Regions from separate parts of the Mus musculus genome. Here regions 1 and 2 are each linked to region 3. The links are chromatin contacts, called in public Hi-C and promoter capture Hi-C maps. All regions are on one chromosome and are shown on one strand. The core of a region is the stretch at or near the end of the contact, and the rest is flanking DNA. Distances in the headings are between cores, read along the strand shown.

Region 1 (2,705 bases), core at 163-2,662, 230 kb after region 3:
TAATACAGATTCAACCCTTAGGCATATTCTCATTTCTGGTTATTAAGCTGTCAGAAGATAACTGGTCTCAGTATCTCGTTACTGGCATATACAAAGTAGTTGTGCAACAACAGATTCATAAAGATGAAGGACTCCTGTGACCAACTCTTCTGGGAGAAAAGAAGCAATGCCAGTCAATCATGTGGTGGTGTGCAAAGTCAGGTATGTTCTTCACCACAGACAAGGCCACATCGGTCACAAACCCAAAACGATGAGTAGAAAGCGAAACTGTGTGTTAGCTCAAATAAATGAACACAAAACTGTAGAGAAAAAAATCTGACTATAAGATAAAGCTTCCAAATAATTAAAATAGAGCTAAGGAAATTTACCTGCTTTAACCTTTGAATATTTAAGAGCTTAGCCTCCCCACAGCATGCAACCACATTTCCAAATGAGGGGCCTCTGGTTCAGGGCTCCATGCCTACCCCAGGGGAACCCAAGTGCCTTCTTTAGGTTTTCTACTAAGAACAAAGTTCCATTTTATGGCCAAGTGTACTTCTGTTCAAAAACTAGCTTAAAGTCTGATGCTTGTGGGCATCTTAATAGCCAGTTTCAAACTGACTGAAAGAAGAAACAAAAATGAGTTTCCTACTATAAAAAACTTATTTGCATTTGGATTTTAAAAAGGAGATGAGAGTGGAAGAAGGAAAAGCTCTTGGTGAACCGGTTGCTGAGTCAGGGAGAGGAAGTAGGCGGTCAAATCCCCACCCCCACCCTGTCATCTGTCATGCTGAGTATTCACTAGAAAAATTGGGTGTTTTGTGGAAAATTAGCTGAACAGAATAAGAAAATTAGAAATAGGTCATAAAACAGTTTGCTTTAATAAAACATTAAATATGGCCCGAAGTAGAAGCAGATGGACTAAAAAACCACATCCTATTTGGAACAAGGTACAGAGAGGACTTGGCCCACATGTGGGCTCAAATTTCCTCACCTGTAAAGCAGTCTTAATGCTTATTGATTTTAAAAAGTTAAAGCCGTTGGCTAAAAGGCCTTTGTGTTAGACAATGAAGGAGTTTTTTTCCTTTAATTTTTGGTAAGCGATAAAAGACTCCACGGGGGCGGGGGCGACTCACTTAAAGTTTGCTTAAGCAGGTTAGATCTTTGCTTCAAATAATTTACACATTAAGTTTCATAGAGGACATGGTGTGTAAGGCAGAGAAGGCAGAGAGAAGGGCGCAGAGAATTAAGAAAGGAGCAAGGTGAACCAAGGAGAAAGTTTCTTGTCGAGACTAGTTCTTCCCAGGCATCTCACGGAGCCACTCAAAGGCTGTTTTCAAAGGCACAGAGCACATCTTGTTCAACTCCAGCACAGAGCTGGTCCCTGATAAATGCTGACACAAACATGTCTTGACAGCAGTGCTCTAGGCACTAAGGCACAGGACAGGGGGTCTGGCCTAGAGCTCAGCACTGGAGTAACTGCTCAAATGTGCAAGGTAGGGATGAAACCATTCACCAGAAAATTCGCTCTGCCTCTCTCCTCTTCTAATCGCTGGGCTTGGCTCATTGCCTCCTCTCCCCCACTGATCTGGATAGGTTTCTAAACAATCTTCATTAAAACACAGTAATAAAGGACAAAGCAGGAAGCAATCGCTCCTGGGCTCGGAAGGCAGTGCTAAGGTGGGTCAAACGTCCTGAGTAGCATGCAGTTCTCTACAAGATCATACAGATGCTTCTTCAAAGACAGCACTTGCCATCTCCTAAATTAGTTGCTGGATCATTTAACACCTCATTAGCAAGTCTATTGCTGGGTTAATTCAAACAGGCCAAACCTGAGTTTAATTAAACTTCAGCCTACCCAAGTTCTACAGCAGTAACAGAATTTACCTAGGTTCTTTAGAAGCCAAGTGCAGTGAAGTTTTCCATATGGAAGTGCGTTGTGCAGTCCCTGTAAAAGCCACCTGTTAAATGCATGTATCCAACTCACTTTGTCTTTGATGTGGCCATGGTGGTAGCATCCAACTACACGTGAAAAACACTGTACACAAAGCACTAAATTATTTTACATCCAATTGCAGTTCTGGAATTTTTTTAAACATCTTAGTTGATTTTTATGGATATTTTGATTCATTAAAAAGGTCTTGGATCTAAAATCCACTACAGAATGTGGTCAGTGATGCATGAAGGACAAGCTAGCTCTCCGGATTTGGTGGGCTTTTCAGAACTTCCCCGGACTCTTCTACTCACCTGCTCTTACTTGATATTGACAGTGAAAGAGAGCCAACAATGACAGTAATTCTAGGGGACACGGGAAGGCTGGCCAGGAGGAAGGAAACGGAGCAGTAAAGGCGAGCAGAACTGTAGCTCCTCCTCCCTGGCTGGCTGCAGCTTTCTGAGCAGCACTCTTCTCCTAACAGCAGCACAGACCATCTCACTTTGAATCTCATTTTAAGCAGGATTTAATATGCTTAATGAATTATTTTAAAGCTCTATTAAAAAACCAATATAGGAACATGCAACTTTAATAGAAATAAAAATGCTCCCTCCCCAGCCTCCTACTCCCAGGAAGCAGTGCTGGGTTTTGTCTGCCTTTCCTGGTTTTAAGCTCCACAATGTTAAACCTCTTTGTCTTGTTCCATCATTCCTCAGTGGAGTCTGGGAACGGTGTCCTAGAACATAGTCCTTCTAGAGCATGTTTTCTCCGTGAATCACCACCAATTTGCATA
Region 2 (2,700 bases), core at 96-2,595, 160 kb after region 3:
TCTTTCTTTTCTTTTTTCACTTTTGGGAAAACTAGACAGATCTTTACAATGGTAACTAGAAATAGGTAGAGAATATGTCTAACAAACTTAGTACTTCACCAAGAATTCTTAAGACTCTTTTTACAGTAGTGGATACATTGTATTTCGAGTGACAAAAGAGACCGTGATTTACGTGGTAAGTAAAATGGTAACAATTTATAACTCTAAGAATGCTCAAAGGAAAGCGGGCTTCAACGTGATTTAAAATGCTTCCGAGATTTGATCTTATCGTCACCTGTACACTGACAGTCTGACATGGATAGGGGGACAGATGCGAGAGGACGGGAACACGACATAGGGAAAACAGGACCCGTTTAAAACACAAAACAAAACAAAACCAAAAACCAAAACCCTACAACCAAGAGGTTCCTTGCCTCAGGGTACTGTAGAAACCAGCTACTGGAAGTTAAGCTAGGTTTTTAAGGCGATGTTTGAGAACAAAGACCTGAGAGATTGGATTACAGGAGCAAGGTCCAGGAAACCACGCATCTACCACAAACACCAGAGCCTAGAGGGTGCCTGAGAAGACATATTCAGAACCAAATGTTGAGTAAGCTGCTTTGAGGCTTGCTGGAAAGCCCCATCTCGGAGCTCCCAAGAGTGGTCCCGACAGAAGAAGGTCGGAGTGAGAGTGTAAGGATGCCTCAGAAAAGACAGGGAAAGAAAAGGGTGCGGAGAGGGTGGGTTCACCTAGACACGAGGCCTAGACAGGGGCTTGGGACACCCTCACCTCTTCCACACCGAGCGCTCCTTCTCAGGACAGCGCCAGGCTCAGCCGCTGGACCAGCCTTTCTAAACAGGCTGTGAGGCATAGAGAAGAGCAGAAGGGGACAGCGGAGAAGAGTCTGAAGAAGGTGAAAGGAATACCCGCAAAGCATCCTGGAAGTTGTAGTTCCATAACCTCTATCATTCTTTCGTCCTCCCTGCGGGCCGCGAGGCTTCTGGACTAGCATTCCCAGAAATACTAGCGCATAGTGCTAGGTCATTTCCTTTACTTTCAGCATGACCTTCCGCAGTTATCGGAAGGGTTGGTTTAAAGACTACAACTCCCATCAGGCTCAGCAAGGTCGGTTTAGGGCCCAAGGAGACAATGAGAGGAATATTTTGTGTCCTAGCCGGTGGGGATTAGGATCTTGAGGGCCTAGACTTAAGAGCTTTTAAGATAAACTGAGAGAGCTGGAAGGAACGCCAGAAGTTACGGAACCTACGGCTCGGCGAGCTGGAACGGAAGTACCCGGTAAGAGCGAGGAGGAGCCGGAAGTTAAGGCTGGGAGGGGGTTGGGGTGGAGGGAAAAGCAAGCCAGGAGGTGCTGTGCTGCTTCTAGTAGTTTCCAGGCGCTGCCAGGCGGCTGGGACCGAGCGGTCCTCAGGCTGTGGCTGCGGCTGCTTGGGAGCTGGTAGCGGTGCGATAAGTGAGCTGATGGCCAAGTGGGGTGAGGGAGACCCACGCTGGATCGTGGAGGAGCGGGCGGACGCCACCAACGTCAACAACTGGCACTGGTATGGGCCAGCAAGACAGGCCGCAGGAGCACTGTTAACAGGCTAGGGGTTGGAGGTGTCTGGGACCTTGGCGAGTACGGGACCCAAGTAACCCTGGCCTGGGGTTGGGCGTGAGTCCTTTCTGTAGCAGGGGTCCCCTCCATCCCTCGCCACCATCACAGTCTTAGGGGCGATGGGTTCGACATGGACTGCTGAGTCCCCAAGGAGGAATTTCAGAGCGAGAACAGAGTGCCCTAGTTGCTGCATCCAGCCTGAGCCGGGTGATACTTCCTACACGTGGCCGCAGGCGTCCTTGAGATCCAGACCCCTGCCGATTGTGTTGGGAGTCTGCTGGGGAATTCGAGAGCTCCAGGCGCGGTAGTTGTTGGTTTGCGGGTTACAGTGAAAGCAAAAGTCATAGGGGACTACTGCCTCAGTCCAGCGTGAGAAGCTTTGGAACGTGATCTGCAGGGCACTTGGAGCTTCGGGATGCTGAACGCAATGCAGTCTCCTACCCGGAACTGTTAAGTTCTGTTGTAACAACTCCAGGTTGCCCGGCAGTCATGATTTTACAGCCTAACCGGTCTTGGAAGCTGCCTCATCTCTCAGAAATCTTCTGGAAACAAAGTTATTTGGAGTGCCACTGAACTTTACAGACATTATATTTTTTTTCCTCAGTTATAGCTTTTTGATTTTTAAATAGCTGTACTAGAAGGGCAAAGAATTGATTTTTACCGTCTTTTTTTTCCCCCTTCAACCTGTCTCTTTTTAACATTCTACTTGATGTAATTTTTCTTGTGGACTTTGTGACACTGTCTAGAGGATGTAGGATGTGTAGGGCAAAGTTTGAACACTGAACGGGACACAACACTGTTAATGAGGCTAGCATTATTGTTGGTTTGTTTTGTTTTTTTAAACTGAAGTTCTTAGCAAAAATGCTTGCTTGTCTTTGCTCTCCTGACTTAAGCAGTATGGTCACATCTTTCTTCTTGGCCAAATGGGGGCGCCATTTTAACGGTCAAGGCTCATTGTGCTAAGACTGGAAAGTATTAACTTGGTTTGCACAGCACCTCTCTTTGTTGACAACTCGCCACCCCTTTGGATTCCTAAAAGTAGCATGTTTGTGGACATTCTAGGGTAGAATTGAGAGGGTTGGGTTGTTTTCTGCCTCCTTTAACCTTG
Region 3 (2,700 bases), core at 139-2,638:
AGTATTTCCCATGTGGTTAACTGTGATTGAGCACTGCCCCCCCCCCCCCCATACAGTTAAGCAGTGAGTTCAAAGGAAGAAACAGAAGCTCAGAGAGTTTGTTAAGCAAGCTGCCTTAAGTTACACAGTAAAGCCACAGTGGGTATCAGAATCTGGGGGAATGAGTTTAGAAAAATACAGTTGGCACAACCAAAAAAACTTCAGCCTCGCTGGGGAGAGCTTGCATTTTTGTGTAACTCTTTTGTGTCACTGAATTTATTCCCTTTCCATCTGGAAGAGGCTTTGTAAAGTCCTGTTTGAAAGTTTTGAGCTGGCCTAGGGAGCTGCGATGAGGGAGTGTGGCCCTTTGGTGACAGAGCCTGAGGTGAAGCTGAAAACCAGCAGGCTTTCTGTGGGGTGGTCTCTCTCTCTCTCTCTCTCTCTCCCTCCCTCCCTCCCTCCCTCCCTCCCTCCTTCTCTCTCTCTCTACCTCCCCTCCCCCCCCGGGGGGGGGGCGGTGAGACTGGATGCCTCCCTCCTGGAGCTTCTCTGGTCCTAAGCCTGTGCTTTCTCATCTTACTGGTAGCTGAACTTGAGTTCTCCTGGGCCAGGACTACATGGTCTCCTTCCATTCGAGCGGGAACGGGGTCCGTTCTACCGTTCTAGGTGCCTGCATACACTAACTAGCCCTTTGAGTCACTCATTTCCTCCTACCGGCCCAGCTCCTGTGAGTGGCCCTGCATTTACTAGCCACGGGACACTGAGATAACAATGGGAGGAGAGTGGGGGCATTGCATCTACCTGCCCACACTGTGGGTGCTGGTAAAGGACCCCATCGGACCTCAACCAGTTCAGATAAGAGCTACTGCTATCCGGGAAGAGCAGATGGGACAGCACCACCTGTCGCTGCGCACACACCCCTCTCTCAGAAGCACCACAGCAGGCGGGCAATTTCTCCTCCATCAGTGACAAGCCAAGCAATCTCGAGCCCACTACGGTTAGGCACCCCTTCACTCGCGCCCCAGTGCCCCGCAGCTCTCACCTGGCGAACAGGACAGTGCCATGTTCCAGAGGGCTGCGGCTCACTACCCGCCAGCTCTGCCGGATCAGCTCTGACTCCGGGCGCTCCATGCTCTCTCTCCCAGGAGACTCGCGGGACGCAGTGATGGGACCCTCGAGGCGTGGGTGCAGTCAACGCACATGCAGCGCCATCTCCTCGGCGACGCGGGGGAGCCCCCCTCCAGGCCCAGTGCCTTAGTTGGGTGGGGCCCAGCAACTGCGCCTTTACTGGTCCAGCCCAGAGGATGCGCACGGCCAGCTTGGCCTCGGGCGCTTCCGGGGACCCCGCTTGGGCAGCTGCGCCCTACACCCCGAAGCTCCCAGAGAACCGCCCATTAAAGCTACGGTGGCTCCCACCCACTCTGGCCCAGTGAGGCTTGCGCGCTCCCTCTGCACCCGCCTTAGGAAGGTACTACCCGAGGCCTGGGAAATGTCCAGGCTTCAGAGTCTAACAGAAATTGCCGAGCCTCTGGGCTTGTTTTAGTCTTGAAAACTAATGATATGACTGCTTCTCTGGACTGGCTTGTGCCACATGCCTGTAATCTCAGCCTTGAGAGGCAGAAAACTGAAAGGATTAATACCAGTCTGGGCTACATAAATTGTGTCATTCCCCTCCAGTACTAAGTAAATAATCACTTCCTATTTCTGATGAAGCGACTGGGAGGCCCAGTGTTCAAGGTGAGTCCCATCTCTCCACTGAAAAACTCTCGGGTTTGCCATCTCCTGGGCTCATGGTCTCCTGTCTTCTCTAGAGTTCAGCTAGAGGGACCTAGGTCACCAAACTGGTCTGCCTGTCTGTCCTCTGCTCAAACCCTGGGTACTTGCACAACTTTGGGTTCACCAAAGCTCTCTCTCAGTTTAAGGGGCAGAGGCCAAAACATAGACATCTCCAGACAAGTGTGGGCTCCAATCTCAGGTCTGTTGGATCACCTCAGCCCCCAGACAGTAACTAGTAATGCGCTGCGTACACATTCATGGAGTTAACGTCATGTTCTGCCATCGCACGACCTACTGAAAATGGTGATATGAACCCCAAACAAGTAAACCCCCAACACCCTCCAAAGTCAAAACTAAGAAACGAGGTGCTGGGGATGGTCCAATGGGCATCCTTTCAGCAATTGTGAACACACACATACACAGAGCTGGAGTAGTGGTCTAATCCCAGTACTGAGGAGGCAGAGGCAGGCAGATCTCAGTGTGTTTCAGGACAGCCAGGGTTCTGTAGAGAAACTGTCTCAAAAAAAAAAAAAAAAAAAAAAAAAAAGAAGAGGCCACCTGACTCTAATAGGAGCACTGAGAGTTAGAAAACTGTAGGATTTCTAGGGCTCCGCTAGCAAGACATTGACCTCTAAGGACAGTGAGAGACTGTCCCAAAAAATTAGCTGGAGCAACTGAGGAAGAAACACAAAACACTATTTTCTAAACGTAGTTCAGGTAGGTCCTGTGTTTGCCACTCGGAGTGTGCAGCTGGCCACCTTCCAGGTAGCTGTGTTGTTCTCTTTCAAGCATGACTGTTCTTTCCAGGGGCCCAGGCTTTGGAGGACACACTCCCTTTATCTTTCACTATCTTTGAGTCTCTTCTGCTTCCTCAGATGTACTGGAAGGGATTGAGTGGCAAGCTCTCTCTCCACAGTCCTTATCGAATGGATATAAATCAGTGCC

The links. A called contact is a pair of places that touch in the nucleus more often than the background predicts. Capture Hi-C pulls out chosen DNA fragments and counts their contacts.
Region 1: a Hi-C map of embryonic stem cells shows a contact between it and region 3, with 2.0 times the contacts expected there. The contact joins the enhancer-like site here to the promoter of Ngb in region 3. A contact is called at or near these places in 9 of 39 promoter capture datasets (the C10 cell line, embryonic stem cells, frontonasal cranial neural crest and 4 more), 1 of 15 datasets of contacts at CTCF or cohesin (pro-B cells), 4 of 484 Hi-C or Micro-C datasets (cortical neurons, embryonic stem cells, liver and 1 more), 2 of 115 datasets of contacts at active chromatin or transcription factors (embryonic stem cells and large pre-B cells) and 3 of 9 other capture datasets (adipose tissue, liver and pancreatic islet).
Region 2: a promoter capture Hi-C map of adipose tissue shows a contact between it and region 3. The contact joins the promoter of Ahsa1 here to the promoter of Ngb in region 3. A contact is called at or near these places in 7 of 39 promoter capture datasets (embryonic stem cells, frontonasal cranial neural crest, hippocampal neurons and 3 more), 9 of 115 datasets of contacts at active chromatin or transcription factors (the 230-238 cell line, the SCID.adh cell line, SST interneurons and 5 more) and 4 of 9 other capture datasets (adipose tissue, embryonic stem cells, liver and 1 more).

The regions. Positions count from the first base shown.
Region 1 is chr12:87,329,764-87,332,468 of GRCm38.p6, forward strand. The region is part of intron 9 of Sptlc2 (serine palmitoyltransferase, long chain base subunit 2); the gene reads right to left. Among named protein-coding and RNA genes, the nearest start is that of Ism2, 31 kb to the left of the region's middle. Within about 2 kb of position 1,413, at least 45 of the 459 cell types and tissues checked have an H3K27ac peak or open chromatin away from gene starts, as enhancers often do. A contact at or near this core is called in embryonic stem cells and pre-B cells, where this site is marked.
Region 2 is chr12:87,265,383-87,268,082 of GRCm38.p6, forward strand. It overlaps Ahsa1 (AHA1, activator of heat shock protein ATPase 1), which reads left to right and starts at 1,346. Exons shown (of 9, transcript NM_146036.2): 1 at 1,346-1,539. The coding sequence starts at 1,460. It overlaps Vipas39 (VPS33B interacting protein, apical-basolateral polarity regulator, spe-39 homolog), which reads right to left and starts at 904. Exons shown (of 20, transcript NM_001142580.1): 1 at 770-904.
Region 3 is chr12:87,101,151-87,103,850 of GRCm38.p6, forward strand. It overlaps Ngb (neuroglobin), which reads right to left and starts at 1,389. Exons shown (of 4, transcript NM_022414.2): 1 at 1,022-1,389. The coding sequence starts at 1,110.